Linked DNA regions of Bombyx mori: region 1 is linked to region 2. Evidence: chromatin contacts called from public Hi-C data. All regions are on one chromosome and are shown on one strand. Each heading gives the region's core, a stretch centred on a gene start, on an enhancer-like site or on the middle of the called end of the contact. The rest is flanking DNA. Distances are from core to core; before and after follow the strand shown. Region 1 overlaps LOC101735982 (transcription factor CP2-like protein 1). Region 2 overlaps LOC101735982 (transcription factor CP2-like protein 1).

What was found. Hi-C and Micro-C count contacts between places; a contact is called where the count stands out from the background.
Region 1: a Hi-C map of whole pupa shows a contact between it and region 2, with 2.1 times the contacts expected there. The contact joins two enhancer-like sites. A contact is called at or near these places in 3 of 7 Hi-C or Micro-C datasets (midgut and whole pupa).

The regions. Positions count from the first base shown.
Region 1 is chr2:6,106,358-6,110,509 of ASM3026992v2, forward strand. The region is part of intron 1 of LOC101735982 (transcription factor CP2-like protein 1); the gene reads right to left. Among protein-coding and RNA genes, the nearest start is that of LOC134200115, 7.0 kb to the right of the region's middle. Within about 2 kb of position 1,819, at least 1 of the 8 cell types and tissues checked has open chromatin away from gene starts, as enhancers often do.
Region 2 is chr2:6,066,452-6,070,660 of ASM3026992v2, forward strand. All of the region lies in intron 1 of LOC101735982 (transcription factor CP2-like protein 1), which reads right to left. Among protein-coding and RNA genes, the nearest start is that of LOC119629365, 8.2 kb to the right of the region's middle. Within about 2 kb of position 1,785, at least 3 of the 8 cell types and tissues checked have open chromatin away from gene starts, as enhancers often do.

The DNA.
Region 1 (4,152 bases), core at 569-3,068, 40 kb after region 2:
TATTTCCTTACATATTTTTATTTATAACTAGCTGACCCAGCAGACTTCATAATGCCTCAATCGATAAATAAGAGACCTAAACTTTTGTATGAAATAAACTTAAAACAAACAAAAGGAATCCGTCCGACGGAGGGGACATAACAGGAAAAACAAAATTGCTATTTTTATTTAATACCGAGCATTTTCATATTTATTAATCTTTTAAACCTTCTCTGGACTTCCACAAATAATTCAAGACCAAAATTAGCCAAATCGGTCCAGCCGTTCTCGAGTTTTAGCGAGCCTAACGAACAGCAATTCTTTTTTATATATATAGAAGAAGAAGATAGAAGAAGAAGAATTTATAATTTTTGTATAGTCCACATAACCAAGGATCATGACCCGTCTGACGACTAATCATGGGCAAAAGCGGACAATTCGAACTGTGAAGTGTAATTTTTATTTGTTGCCCTCGTAGACGAGAATACGGCCCACCTGATAGTGAGTGGTTACTATCGCCCATGGACTTCAGGAATGCCAGGGGCAGAGCCAAGCCGCTGCCTACAAATGTCGAAACGCTGAGAATATGAGATTGAAGTCTCAATTTATATTAGGAAGAAATATGATATGATATATCAGATAGTGGAGAAACACAACACAGCCAGCCACCAGCTGGATATATAATAAATAGTTTCTAATATAATAATCTCTAAACAGATTTTGTATTATAACATTCTTGCTGTTTTACATAATCACGATAAATTAACAAGAAATCGAGTACGTCCATTAAAAACTTCCCACCAATAATTATTAATTTATTTATTTAGTTACACCAACAAAGGGATCATCAATACAAAACTGACAATTTCACAATTACCTACTACATGATGTTAACTCAATTATTATAAGTAAAACTTGATTACATTTAATTAATTATGGTTAGGTTATAATTAGTTGGGAAATTAAGGATGGAAATTAGTTCAGCGAAATCGGACAACTTCGAATGAACATTGACGGAGACCGCGCTACCGTTGACATTATTACTACAATAATGATTCTGTCAGAGCAAGCATCCAAATCCAAGCGAACGGGGTAACTAATAAACGGTTTATATTGAAGCACATTAATAACAGGCCACGAAACTATAAAGTTACAGACTGATTACGTGGACGACAAAGCCACTTTACGAAAATTTAGAATTTCCAAAAAAAGAGTGTTAGCAACTACCCACAAATTAGCGATTAAGATGGCTCGGTATTATTACCGGGTTTACACTACCGCGATTCTTTGGCGTGAAACATGTGAATAGCGTTCTTACGACGAACCAAGGCCATTTCATGCCAGCATCTAATTAACCATGAACGACAATTGACATACTGATTTTATCTTTCTCTGACGAATGCTTTTGTGGGACTTCTTTTCATAGTGTAAGGTTTGTTGTAAAATAATTAAAATTTGTTAATGTTAAGGCAATTTTCGGATTGCCAAATAGCAACACTGCTGGTGGGAGCAATTACAGTAGTGGGGACGTGACATAATAAAAAAGGCGGTAGTCTGAAAAAACGGGACAGAACGCAGTGTATTCAGTAGTGAGCAGATATCTAAAGATTGTACAAGTGGAGTTACAAATAAAGCAATACAGAATTAAGTGAACTATTGCAATCTGTGTATTTATTTCCTGGCTTTGGAACCCGAGTCTTACAATAGTATGACGTCATTATCTTCTGTTTCTTCTCAGTCGTATGTATCACTCTTGACAGAGTGGTCGTGACCGTCATGTGGTGTTGGAGGGTGTAGGCTTGACGGGTCTCAGGATGTCCCGTCATCTCTTCGCCTCTGCGTCCCCCATTTAGTGGGTTAAAATAACAGTAACTATCCAACGGGGATTTAGGGGACCTCTCACTGTAGTTTTAATGTGGTTGGTCCACCGCGTTGGCGATTGGTTTGTGAATAAATGTTTGCGTCAAATTTCGAAAATCTGAACTGGGCGTCTTGGGCATGACGTGGAAGGACTTAGAACAGACTGCCTAAGACCGATGCAAATGGAAGAATTTGTTTCGAGCCCTACACCCCAGCAGAGGGTAATAGGAAAGAAAAAAGAGAACTTTTTTTTCCTACCTAAGCTGATAGCCTTGAGAGGCTATTTCAGCGTAAACTTAACTAGTAGGTGAGCTCATGGGGCTCACTTAAACCTGACGACATTGCTAACACGAACCCTAGCAAGAGACGTGCTTCGCAGAATCTACCACCGGATCGGAAACGCGACCCACTGAGAAGAACCGGCGAGAAACTCAGTGGGCTGTGTCTGTGGGTTAATTTACTTGGCGAGCCCTTCGTCGCAAGCGACGGGTTCGACGGGAACGATGACCGGTGTTTGAAGTACCTAAAAGCACCGTTAGTGGATCAGGAGGATCCGAAATGACGTGTTCTGGGCGACGTTAACTGCTTTGCATTCTGTCCGCAGGATCGGGAATGAGAAGTGACTGCATTGGCCACGTCATTACATACCAGTGGTTGTCAAATTTCCGCGACATCACTGAACGCATTGAGCCAGTACCAGTAAGTTTTACCACAGTCTTGCCATGGATTGGTCATGCATTCCGATCCGAGTGGTAAAGTTCGTATTTCTAACACTCCCCGCAATCAAAGGACTTCGAACTAATAGTAAGCACGCGCGGTAGCCAATTAACATCAAATATTCTGTTTAGCTATATCCAGCATTTTAGATACGGTGATTAATATAAAAAATATTGTTTTCTGAGCGTGCCTCGAGTGGGGATATGAGTCGACTATTATCAAAGCCGGCAATCTGACTTTTGGACAATTATTGGTAAATCAGAAAAACGAATTATTGACTTTGTATTCCATTGACAGTCACAAAACTCTTCGGAACGACATCTTAGATAAATAACAGGTTAAGTATTAACCTTTATTTAGTGCAGGTTTTGAACCGTATTCTTTGAAGGAGACGATTATATTCAAATCAATTTGTATTGACATATCAATAAATTTTTTTTGTCCAAAATGCACAGATTGCCACCTTTGATAATAGACGACTCATATGTCCTATCCGATTCTGCAAGTTCCCGATATAGGTAACGAACTGTAGATCTTAAGACTACTGCTAGCGCCATCTATCGCCGAATAAAGTCTATTAAATACCTTAACCCTTTTAGTACTGAGTTTGTTTTCACATAGTTTACACAGAAATTGCTAAAGGATTTTTGATGAAGAGTACCTTAAAAATATATATTTAAAAATCAAATCAAATCAAAAAAGTTTTATTCAACATAAATGAAAGTACATACGTTGTTGAACGTCAAAAGAACTACCGCCAATTCACAAGAAATAAGCCTCCGTCCTGAGAAGAATTGGCAAGAAAATCATCGGGCATTTCTTTTTTTTTTTTTTTAATATTCATTTTTACAATAAGTAGTTATAACATAACAATTATTACAATATTGAAATGCCCGGAGCGAGTAACCCCTTCCCACTTTGTGCAATCTTCTAGATAATCATTGACTTTATAGTAAGCTTTATTGCACAGATGTTCTTTAATAGATTTCTTAAAACTATGTATATGTAGGTTCTGAATCAATGATACATTCGCAGCAAAATAATTTTAAATCGTTATTTATGAATGTAATTAACTTCGTAAAGACATTACACGTGCGCGCGCTAAGACACTTATGTACGTACCGGTCGATATCTAATACCTATAATCAAACTGCGTAAATAGTCTAAATATATATATAATTTTTTTTTATTGCTTAGATGGGTGGACGAGCTCACAGCCCACCTGGTGTTAAGTGGTTACTGGAGCCCATAGACATCTATAACTTAAATACGCCACCCACCTTGAGATATAAGTTCTAAGATCTCAAGTATAGTTACAACGGCTGCCCCACCCTTCAAACCGAAACGCATTACTGCTTCACGGCAGAAATAGGCAGGGTGGTGGTACCTACCCGTGCGGACTCACAAGAGGTCCTACCACCAGTACAGTATATTCTTATACCCATTAAGAGAGAGTCGATCTATCGACGGTTCGCGCTGAAAGGGTTAATCGCGCTACGACAGACATCACAACGCCAATGTCACCACCCGCCTCGTAAATTTCATCAGCTATCCACCTACTATTACAAAATTATTCTTGAAAGTGACAAAGAAATT
Region 2 (4,209 bases), core at 535-3,034:
TAAGTAGACAAACAATACACAGTAGTTACTGTTTTAATAACAGACCTAAAACAAGTGGGAGGTTCTCATTTCGACTGTTCTATTTATTTATTACACTTCATGTAAGATTTACAGTGGCGGACTTAATGCCTAAGGCATTCTCTACCAGTCACCAAAGGTAGTGCAGAGTAAATAGTGGTAGGTGCAATGAAATGTCTATTATAACAAAGCTTTTTTCTAGGTCAACAGATTTTGATGTTTTTTTTATTTTAAAACTATTTAGTGCTTCTGGTGTGGTTCCCATTTAAATTTTATCAATATCTGTCCAGTATTCTCCGTGATACCCTTTATAGTCCAGTCTTTTGTTGAATTCAGTTTTAGTTTTTCTTACAATATTTGTATCATTTTCTGTATTAAACTATACTTTATATCTCATGAGCGGAACCCATACTAAGCAGCCTATATTCTTTCCCAGGTCTTAAATAAGTTCCATACCAAAATTCGTCAAAATCGGTTCAGATTTTTGGACATGAAAACCTAATAGTCAAATTACTTTCATAATTACAAAAAAAAATCTTATGCAATATAAAATTTTTATCATTTTAAAAGCATTGTTTGTTTAAAGTCGAATGGAAAAAAAAACAAAAGGTACCTACTTAAAAAAAAACCCAGACCAATGCAATATTACTTTTAACGCTTCAGAAATGAAGTTCAAAATAACATGGGTGCTATTATCGTGTTTTTCTCGCATGACATTGGATGAACCTTTTTGATAATAAGACATTCAGAATGGCTTGTATATTACTAATAAGAGGCGATTAGTGAAGAATGTTGATTTAATTTTTACTAATAAAAATGACTGTATAAGAATTGATCAAGGTTTAGTTGTGGTCTTTATCGGTTGCCGGAGACAATGAGGGTCACATTTGAGATAAGAGGTCGTGGTGAGTTTTTTTTTTATATATCATTTATTCTCACAGTGTATTGCTGTATGCTTAGTGCGAGTTTTTTAACGTTCTCGATAGCGTAAAAGTTAACTCATATTTGTATGGAATGGGATCGTTTGCGTACGTTTGCCGCTAGGGGCGCTGTTCCAATTGCATACAAAATTAGGTTAACTTTTACGATATCCAGAACGTTATCCGGCGCACTGGAGTAATTATTTCGATTATTGTTATTAAGGCGAATAGATTGCCTAACTTTGCCTTCTTTTGTGTCTTAATGTAAATCTTAGTAAGTTTTTTTTTTATTTTTATTTTTTTATTACCCTTGTAGGCAGACGAGCATACGGCCCACCTGATGGTGAGTGGTTACCGTCGCCCATGGACTTCAGCAATGCGAGGGGCAGAGCCAAGCCGCTGCCTACCGCTTAATACTCTCCACAAGCCTCGTTTGAAGAAGGACATGTCATAGCGCTCGGGAAACACCGTGGAGGGGAGCTCATTCCATAGCCGGATGGTACGTGGCAAAAAAGACCTCTGGAAAAGCACTGTGGATGACCGCAGTGGCTCCAGGTAGTATGGATGAACTCTACTCCGGTGGCGGGCGGTGCGATGGTAAAAACAAGATGCCGGTATCATCTCGAACAATTAACTAACTTCAAAAAAGGAGGAGGTTCTCAATTCGACTGTATGTTTTTTTTATGTTTGTTACCTCATAACTTTTGACTGGGTGAATCGATATTGATGATTCTTTTGAAGTCGGTTAAAAATACTGAAGATACATTGCAGTTTCACTATAAAACGTTCGTTCAAACGATAATAGATTACGCGCGGAGTATAAAGTCCGAGAGACAAGTGAAACCGTCACATTTATATATTTCAGATAACAATGGCCTTTACAGGTCATCATTGGGTTATGAAGTAAAATATCTGAGACTTCGTTCGACGTCATGTTTTAATTGCCCAATGTGATTGTTTTTAATGGTTTTAGAAACTTCGAGAATCACTAGTTCGGATGCTAGTTCGTCTATAATCTTAGGATTTTTTTATATTCCGTCAACTTCATTATCCATCAGCCTTACATTCTTAAGTATTATTATACTAGCAACCTGCCCTCGCTTCGCTTCGGAAACTGTAATTTATTATTGATTTCTCCTCTATTTAATGGATCTTATTAAACATATAAACCTTCCTCTTCAATCATTCTATCTATTAAAAAAAACCGCATCAAAATCCGTTGCGTAGTTTTAAAGATTCAAGCATACATAGGGACAGATATAGGGACAGAGAAAGCGACTTTGATTTATACTATGTAGTGATTATATTCCAATATTCCTCCACCTGTCCGGGACCAGAGAACACTAAGTTCTTTTAAAAGAAATTTAAAAGTATATCTTCTGAATACGCAAATAAAATTCGAAAATATAAATTTTATCTATTCCGTGCTGTAACTGTGCATTGCAATTGTAATTTTTTATAATTTAATATAGGTATGTATTTCATTGTTTATATTGTTGTTGTTGCAGTTATTGTTGCATTCTAAGCTCAGATAATGATTGGTCGGTCTGATGCTGGTGTGCACGTCACTCCGCGGGTGCCGGCGGAAGATCAGCGCCCCAGTAACGATTGTCTCGATACTGTTAGGCATTGCTGAGTTGGTAACCATTTTCAAGCCTCGTTATTGAAGTGAAAACTTCTTTAGAATCGTTGTGATTTCAAACCGGATGCAACGGAAAAAACGACAGGTAAGAGACACAAATACAAAAATGTGTAGGATGAAGCCAGCAAAGGATGAGACAGAAATATACATACTATTTAATACAGCGCCATCTGTGAGATTTTTTAATACTAACGTGTGTATAAAAGCTCTTGTAGTGAATTTTAATTTAGGATTATACGTGAAATTAAAATATCAATTCACAGAGGGCGCTACCTTACAATTATTTACTAATGACAAAATTTTACATATACTTAAGACGTTTAGGATAATTGTATTTTAATTTTGGAAGGTTTCACTTCTACCACGTGTGAATTGCACTTTTTTTTTTGTTTAATTTTTTGTAAATTTATGTTTGGTATAAATGTTTATTATTATTATTATTATTAAAATACCCTCATCCAGTGCGAGGTTTCTGTACGAGTACCGAAATTCGAAAAAGAATACATACAACGGCTCAGTTCTCAGTTGTGAACCTGGTATTACTGTTGATTACGAGCAACGGTAAAATCTGATCATCAAATGGGCCATAGGATCGCTGTCTTCGAAGGCCATACTGCAACCAGTTTTCGTGAGTGAACCTTACATCCTGTGTCGTTTCTTGATGAAATTCTTATCATGTTTAATGTCTTAGTGATAGTTCGACGTCGCCCAAAACACGTCATTACGGATCATCCCGATCCATTAGCGGTGGTTTTAGGTACCACAAGCACCGGTCACCGTCCTCGTCGAATCCGTCGCTTGCGAGGAAGGGCTCGACGAGCGAATTAACCCATAGACACAGCCCACTGAGTTTCTCGCCGGATCTTCTCAGTAGGTCGCGTTTCCGATCCGGCGGTAGATTCTGCGAAGCACTGCTCTTGCTAGGGTTCGTGTTAGCAACGTTGTCAGGTTTGAGCCCCGTTAGCTCACCTACTAGTTAAGGTTACGCTGAAATAGCCTCTCAAGGCTATCAGCTTAGGCAGGAAAAAAAACAGTGATAGATCCCTAAAGTTTAAAAGACGGTCTACCGATTCATGAAACTAGTGCCATCCGGTCAGTGCCCTGACAATGGTCGTCCAGTCTGCTCTCCATAAATCAATCTGAACTACCACAAAAAAAAATTCTGAGCAAGCTGAGTTTGGCCGGGGGAATTTAAAGTTATAATGACCGAATCTGATATAACAAAATAATGTTTACACGCACAGTTGATATGTGGCACGTGTGCCTGTTTCGCAATCAATGTAAGGAGTTCAAACAAGTTATCATCGTCGTACTCTGACCCCAATCAGAGTAGCGACAAATATAACTGGTTCAAACTAAATTCTGGTCAATAAATTCGATATAATAGCTCTGGGAATCGGAAACATAAGCCGGATGGCCGAGGCCTAAGATGCTCATTATTTTCTTTTTTCCCTACCTATTCGCTGGAAGCTTACGGGGCTATTCTAGCTACGCCCGGACCGGGACATGTAGGTGAGCTCACGGGCTCAACCTGAGGAATTTAATTTGCTAACAGCTGTATGGAAATATATGGAAAGGTGTATGCTCGGAGTTTCTTTGATGGATCGACTTAGAAATGAGGAAATCCGT